Regions from separate parts of the Mus musculus genome. Here region 1 is linked to region 2. The links are chromatin contacts, called in public promoter capture Hi-C maps. All regions are on one chromosome and are shown on one strand. Each heading gives the region's core, a stretch centred on a gene start, on an enhancer-like site or on the middle of the called end of the contact. The rest is flanking DNA. Distances are from core to core; before and after follow the strand shown.

Region 1 (3,772 bases), core at 1,244-3,743, 640 kb before region 2:
TTTCTCCTGGAGGCAACCACAGGGACAACCCACGTTTGGTTGAGAATCCAATCCATGTAAAGCATGGAGCCAGCTTGCCCACCTCTTCAATGATGTGTCTGCAGAGTCCACAAATCGGGAGCCCCGGGGGTTTCCCTGAGTCATGCGGAAGTGTGATGGAGTAGCTCACCCTCTTAGTCAATCCTCTTGCTCCTCATTGGTGGTCCCTTGGTTTCAGTTCTCTTTGACCTTCTGACCTGCGCTCTATTTTAGCCTAAATGACGGCAGGGAAGAATCCGGCTCCCACTGGTGTGGTCATGTTCCTATTAATAAATCAGCGCACAGACGTGTGCTTCTCACAATGGCACTTAGTCAGAGCACCTTGGAGCTATGGGGACTTTAGGGTCACCTGCATGGAACAAGAACTTGACACGGAAAACAGGATTTCTAAAAATCGAGATTCCTGGGCTGGTGAGATGGCTCAGTGGGTAAGAGCACCCGACTGCTCTTCCGAAGGTCCGAAGTTCAAATCCCAGCAACCACATGGTGGCTCACAACCACCCATAATGAGATCTGACGCCCTCTTCTGACAGCTACAGTGTACTTACATATAATAAATAAATAAATAAATAAATAAATAAATCTTTAAAAAAAAAAAAAAAAAAAAATCGAGATTCCTATAGTTCTCTTCCCATCAATCGCATTACTCCTGCAAGAGCCTCTGCGTATGCAAATGGGGTCAAAACAAAATCCACGCCTAAAACTCTCTTATTAGTTTTTACCTACTTAATGACATCATTTTTATTAAGGCTTGTTTGTTTGAGTTGGGGAAATGTTATAATCCAGAGCAATGAAATGTGTTTCTATGGTTTGATTCCCTACCACTCCCCTTACCCCCCCCCCCAAACCCTCTCACCCACCTCCACCCACATCCTCTGTCTCCAAATGAAAAGATTAAGTAAGAGACTGAAGAGAGGGCTCAGTGGTTAAGAGAACTGCTGCTCTTCCAGAGGACCCACACTTAAAGGCCTTTCTCCTGTGTGTGGGTTCTTCCGTGTTTGATCATGTCTGACTTCTGACTAAAACTGCCTACAGTGAAGCCACAGTAAGGCTTCACCCCCAATGTGTGATGAAATTTGAGCTTCCATCCCATAGCTCACATCTATTGGTAATTCCAGTCCTGGGGAATCCGATGCTCTCTAACGGCCTCTGTGGGAATCAAGTGTGAACATGGTATGCAGACATACATGCAGGTAACACACTTGCATACATAAAATAATATCAGAATTTTAAAATTGCCAAGCACATGACTTTAATACCAGCACTTAGGAGGCAGAGGCAGGCAGATTTCTGAGTTGGAGGCCAGCCTGATCTATAGAGTGAGTTCCAGGACAGCCAGGGCTACACAGAGAAACCCTGTCTCGAAAAAATAAATAAATAAATAAATAAATAAATAAATAAAAATAATACATTACAAACAAAACAAAAGCAGCTAGCTGGAGAGATGTCCCAGTCATTCAGAGCACACACTGCTCTATCCAGAGGACCCAAGTTTGCTTTCCAGCATCCATGCTGCCTGTAACTCCCGTTCCAGGGCATCCGATGCCCTGTTCTGGCCTCTGCAGGCACCTGCACTCATGTTCACATACCCACATGCATATATGTGATTAAGATTTAAAACAAAACAAAACTGGGAGCTGGATGTGATGTGATGACAATAGCCTAAAGCTTCACAGTGAGACCCTGTCTCAAAACACACACACACACACACACACACACACACACACTCACACACACACACACACACACACACACACACACACACAGAGGCTGAGGACTCAGCTCAGTGATGGAGTACCATACAAACAAATAAGAAAGCCCCCTATGGCAGTGCCTGATCCTTAAGGCATCCTCCGAGCAAGCTCAGTGCTCCGTTGTTTTGATGTGGGTGAGTGAGCTTGTAGGGTTGCAACTGGGGATTGAACTCAGGTCTCCCATCTCCATTTTCTTCCTTCCCTTTAGTTTCTTCCTAAGCCTGGTTGATGTTTGTTTTTTTCCCCAACTTTACTGTGTCTGAGTTCAGAACTTGCAAGAAAGTAGTTACAGACTTAATGACTTAATACAACGGAAACTCTGTCCCAGTGAATTGCCGTTCAGGCATGAGTCACCAGCTGTCTCGTCGCCATGACGAGGCATAACGATGCTAGTAGATGCCTGTGGTTTTAGATGCTGAAAGAATCTCAGATGCTCTCTGTATGTGAGCGAGTGTTATGCAGGGAGCTTCTGTGTAGGTTTTGGCCCTTCCTTGTCCTCTTCAGCAGATCCTGCCTTCTCTTTTTCTTCCCCTGTCCCACCACCCCTCCTGTCATGTGTCCGTGTCCGTGTCCGTGTCCGTGTCCGTGTCCGTGTCCGTGTGTGTGTGTGTGTGTGTGTGTGTAGTGTATGGCTGACTATGGAGTGTATGACTCAGCCATACTGCCTGGTCAGCGAGCCCCAGGGAATCTTCACGTCTCTGACGCCCAGTGCTAGGATTCCTGGTATGTGTCTGACTTATTTGTAAACACGTGTGCTGAGGGTTGAGTTCTGGTTCCCCTGCCTTTGAGGCAGTGGCACCTCACACACACCTATACTTTTTTCTTCAGACCAATCTCAAGAGCCCATCCAGGATGGCCTTGAACTCAGTAGGTAGCCAAGAATAACCTTGAACTCCTGCCCCCAAGTTCAGAGGTACTGCCAGGTACACCAGCTACTCCACCACTCCTGCGTTCATCCCTGTCCTTCGCTGTACTTCAGCACACTTGGTAATGTTCCTCCACTGGTCACAATAAGGCTATGTGTGACGCTCTCTCTGTCCAGAATGTTCCTCACCAGATCTAAACATAGGTAGGCTATTTTCAGGCCAGTTTAGCTTAAACTCACCTCTTTACCAAGACTATTCCTGGCAATTGCATCTGCCTTTGACCTCTTCCCCTGGCAGTCACTGAGACAACCTTTCTTCTGTTCTCCTTAAATGTCTTGCACAATTTCCTGTTTATTTGTTCTTTGATAAATCCCATGAAAGGAAAAATCCATTTACTATCTCCATTCTGTCACAATGGGTGCTAAAGAAATGCTTGTTGGATGGGTGAATGAATGAGTGAGTGAATGAATGAATGAGTGAATGAATGAATGCTTCTGCTTTCAGTCAAGGACCGTGTGATTCTAGAAAAGCATTGAATGAGATGAGGCTGGGAAAGAGCGAGGATGGCACTACCATGTGCTTGGTTGCTCACCATGGAGTGTGGATGCTCTACTCTGAAGAACAGGGTTTGGCCATCAGCTATTCAGGAGCAGAGACATGGTCAGGACTGGGAAAGGTAGACTTGGCAAGCACGTGTAACTCCTATTACACAGAGAGAAGCAGAGGTCATTAAGACAGCGCCTGGCATATAGGTCTTTAATAGCTGGTCATGGTAAATACTAGGGACAGCTCAGCAAACCGGCATTGACAGGAAGTCATTCTTCTAGACTCTGCCTTCCTTTCCCTTTCTGTCAAACTTCCAATCAACATATTTATTCTCAGAGCTTTTGTCCAGACCCTTTACGGATTTCTAACCCAATCACACTCCTGGAACTGGTGTCTCAAAAGTCTTCTCATTTTATTTCTTTTTTTCGAAACAGGGTTTCACTGTGTAGCCCTGGCTGTCCTGGAACTCACTCTGTAGACCAGGCTAGCCTCGAACTCAGAACCGCCTGCCTCTTCTTCCTGAGTGCTGCCTGGCTTTAAGATTGTTTTTTGTTGTTTGTTGTATAC
Region 2 (3,899 bases), core at 480-2,979:
ACGTAAAGGTCCCGACTTGGCCTGGGGACACACTCTCCAATTCCTGTGCATGGCAGCCTTGCTCCTGTCGGGCTCCACTGTCTTCTGTACGTGTGCTAATGTGGTTTCCTCATGTGCTCTCTCAGACTGGAAAGAACAGAAGGGTGACTGACAAAGAACTGCCTTTGAATTGACTTCCTTTAGGCAAAAGAGTGGTCCCAAGCCAACGATGTGTCTCCTGTTCCCCTCTGCCACGCTTGGATGTAGGCAAGTGTTTTTCTGCCAGATGTCAGTGTTTACAAAGAACTGGGGGGCGGAGGGGGGTAGCTTGGAAAGAGTACCAAAAAACAGAACAAGAAAAAAGTACTACTCTCTCCATGCCCAGCCTACAAGACAAAGTCATCCATAAATTGCTAAGTCAATTGCTAAGTCCGCCCTCTGTCCACCTGCACTCATAGGCCTTCTTCCTTCCTCCCATCCTGTCTGTCTGTCTGTCTATGCCTCCCCCCACAATCTACACACACACAAACACACACACACTTTTTTCACTAGTGCAGGATGAGAAATATAATGTTCATAAGAATATATTATAAAGAAGCCCAGATAAGTTTGGAAGTGGTGGCGCACACCTTTAATGCCAGCACTTGGGAGGCAGAGGCAGGTGGATTTCTGAGTTGGAGTCCAGTCTGGTCTACAGAGAGAGATCCAAGACAGCCAGAGCTACACAGAGAAACCCTGTCTGGAAAAACCAAGAGGAGAAGGAGGAGGAGGAGGTGTAGCATCAGGCACCCAGACAAACTTGCTGTGTGGTGAGAGATGTCAGAGTCCAGTGGGCACATGCCTCCTAGGCAAATATAGAAACTTTAGAGATGACAGATTCTATATCTTGATGTAGTGTTGGATTTTCAAGTGTTTGCAAATGTACTGAGCTTTTTTTTTAAGATTTATTTATTTATTTATTTATATGTGTGTACACTGTAGCTATCTTCAGACACTCCAGAAGAGGGCATCAGATTTTTGTTACAGATGGTTGTGACCCACCATGTGGTTGCTGGGATTTGAACTCAGGACCTTCGGAAGAGCAGTTGGCGCTCTTAACCGCTGAGCCATCTCACCAGGCCCCTGTACTGAGCTTTATGATCTTAAGATCTATGCATTTTGCTTTATTTAAGCTCTTTGGTTTTTGATAGTCTCACTTACATAGGCCAAGGTGGCCTAAAACTTGCTATATAACCCACACTGGCCTTGTACTCTAGATCTTCTGCCTCCGCCTTCTCAGTGCTGGGAATGTAGGGTGTGCCACTGTGTCCCGCTAGAAGCTTGTATTTTATACCTGTTAGCATGGGAGGTAAAAAACGAGGGAGTAGGGGAGCAGACCAGGACTGAAGAACCAAGTGGAAGAAACACACACTGACAGAACAGTAGTAGAAAGCCTCAAGAGAAGAAAGAGGAAATTATGGCAAGAAAGACTGAAACCAGAAAAAGAGCGAACACATCTGCCTGAGCCTCCCCTCTCGCTGCCTCACAGCCAGCCTATCACAGTCCACACTCGCCCCTCAGCCTCTGCCCAGGTGCACGCAGTAAGATGTCCTTGGGCATGCAGGAAACCTGCCAAAGGGCTCTTGCCAGGTCTGCCCCCTCTGACTCCCACCCAGGGGAGCTAGGCGCTGGACTCCCACAGTTACTCTGGAGTTGTAGCTTTGTTTGTGGCCATGCGGGGGAGGAGCCTCCTGCCAAGCCCAGTGGAGCTTGAACCCAAAGGTCCCGCCCACCCTTCCTTGGGCAACATTCAGGCTCCTCCCACCCCTTCCCCCACCACCGCGTACAGACTGGCAGGCTGCCTAGCAAGGTCTCTCAGATGTGAACTGGCTGTGGCCCAGCTGTCTAGGCCCTGGCCCCCTGCCACCATCCCCTCGTAGCCCCGAGCCCTCTTCTTATGCCAACCTGCAGCTGCGGTTCCCCACCCTGCCCCGGTTAGGCACGAGGCTATGTCTCCTCCCCAGGGGCCAGGCAGCAACTTGGGCTGCAGCAGCAGTACATTTACATGAGGAAGTCACAGCAGCAGACACAGTCCGTGTGTGCTTTTAAATCTTCCAATGATTGCCAGGCCTGAGAGCTGGGCACTTCCTTGGGAAAGGCAGCACCCTCTGCAGTAGAGGGCACCCATCCAGGGTCAGAATCAACACTGTCTTCAGCTCTCTCAGAAAGCTTTCCATGGGGTCTGACAACTGCCCCATTTCTTCCCAAACCAGCTTCTCCCTACAGGCCCTTTGCTGTGCTCCCCACTCCCTACCCAGAATATGTGCCCCGTAAAAAGGTAGAATTCAGTGGCGGAGCATACAATAGAGAAGAATGCATCACTACCCATTATATACGGGTCCTAAGTGGACCATAGTTAGCTGCTTCTCCTGTGATAGTAATACTATATATAGTCCTTTATGACATGGTTAGGGAACATGACAAGATAGCACCTATAAAGACAGCACACTGTGCAGAGTGAACGCCCCATGTCCCAGGCTGGTATAGACTCTCCATCTGAAAGGAACCCCATGGCCTTGACATCTTAGAAGCCCTTGGAGAAGCAAGCCCCTTCCTAGTCCTCCCTCAGGTTCAGCTGCCTCCTGCATACGTGGTGCTGAGGCTGCAACTCTCCTGAAGAGAAGGAACCAGCCCGCCCAGCCCAAGCCCTGGGCGTGCCTACTGTGGCAAGCAGCCCACCACACAGCGCCGCCCCCACTGGGCCTGTTAGGACCTGAGCTGGCCACTCCCTGGGAGGGGATCCCCCCACTCTACAGGGCTGTGGTGCAACCAGCAGGGCTCAGCCTGTCCCTGCCCAGACAGGGTGAAACATGAAATTGCCACTGTCACTCCTGTGCTCCCTACAGGAGTTCAGGAGGTGCTGTCTGTGACTATAGGCCTGCCCAGTCAGGGGGACAGGGGTGACCCCTGAAACTGACAGATCGCTCTCAGATAGCTGCAGCTACTCAGGCGGGAAGGCGGGATCCTAGGCCAGGTGGGGATGGGGTCAGAAGGTTAAGGACCTAGCAGAGGCTCAGCCTCCAGTCCAGCTTAGGAAACCATGTTCTCAACTCAAGATCTCAAGTCAAAGAGCCAGACACAGGCTCATGCTTGTGGTCCTTGAGGGGCTGAGGCAGGAGGATACCTGTAAATCCCAAGGCCAGCCTAGGTCACAGATTGAGTTCCAGGCCAGCCAGAACTACTTAGCAAGACCCTATCTCAAAAGAGTAAAGATTGAAAAATAAAAACCTCTCTTCCAATTTGCCATCAAATTCTTCCCTCTAGATCCACTTTACTCTGACCCCCAGACCTCTTATGAAGGCCAGCGCCATGCCTCAGTCCCCAGAAAACCAAGCTTCCTTCCCAGAGACTTGAGGCTCCTCAGTTCCCTCTTCCTTCCCACAGAAGAGGAGCTCTTTAGCTCCAAAGTTTCTGTCGTCTTAAATCATCCTGGCTGACACACCTCCCGCACACAGCGTTGGCTGCCATACTGAACCAAGAGAAGCAGGGACAAGCGAGCCTTGGGGGCGTGGTGGAGATGAAGATGAGTTGCTACTGGTCTCCCGAAACTCCAACATCAACCTGTTGTGCCAGGGTGGCCATACCATGGAAGCATGCTCACTTGCCATCCTAAAGAAGTGCTATCAGGTCACTCATAGGGAGATGTTATAAGCCTCGAGCTTGGCTGGGTCCCTCTGGCAAGACTAGAAAAATCCCAGGGATCCTATTGCCAGATAGAGCCCTGTGAATGTGGCATATCAGGATCTCTGGGGCTTGGACTCAGCGGGAGGATCCTGGAGCAGGCTATGTGTCGCTCGCTCCCCACGGCTCTCACAATCCTTGAGAGAGGAGATGGAGAGTTCCATCACGATGCTGTGAGCTTCCAGTTCCTCGCCTAGGTA

Evidence for each region. Promoter capture Hi-C pulls out the DNA fragments that hold promoters and counts their contacts.
Region 1: a promoter capture Hi-C map of neural stem cells shows a contact between it and region 2. The contact joins two enhancer-like sites. A contact is called at or near these places in 2 of 39 promoter capture datasets (the C10 cell line and neural stem cells) and 1 of 115 datasets of contacts at active chromatin or transcription factors (pancreatic cancer cells).

What each region holds. Positions count from the first base shown.
Region 1 is chr7:80,827,037-80,830,808 of GRCm38.p6, reverse strand. No RefSeq gene overlaps it. Among named protein-coding and RNA genes, the nearest start is that of Iqgap1, 26 kb to the right of the region's middle. Within about 2 kb of position 2,493, at least 150 of the 459 cell types and tissues checked have an H3K27ac peak or open chromatin away from gene starts, as enhancers often do. A contact at or near this core is called in neural stem cells and pancreatic cancer cells, where this site is marked.
Region 2 is chr7:80,190,466-80,194,364 of GRCm38.p6, reverse strand. It overlaps a transcript of Sema4b not described here. Among named protein-coding and RNA genes, the nearest start is that of Sema4b, 6.2 kb to the left of the region's middle. Within about 2 kb of position 1,729, at least 356 of the 459 cell types and tissues checked have an H3K27ac peak or open chromatin away from gene starts, as enhancers often do. A contact at or near this core is called in neural stem cells and pancreatic cancer cells, where this site is marked.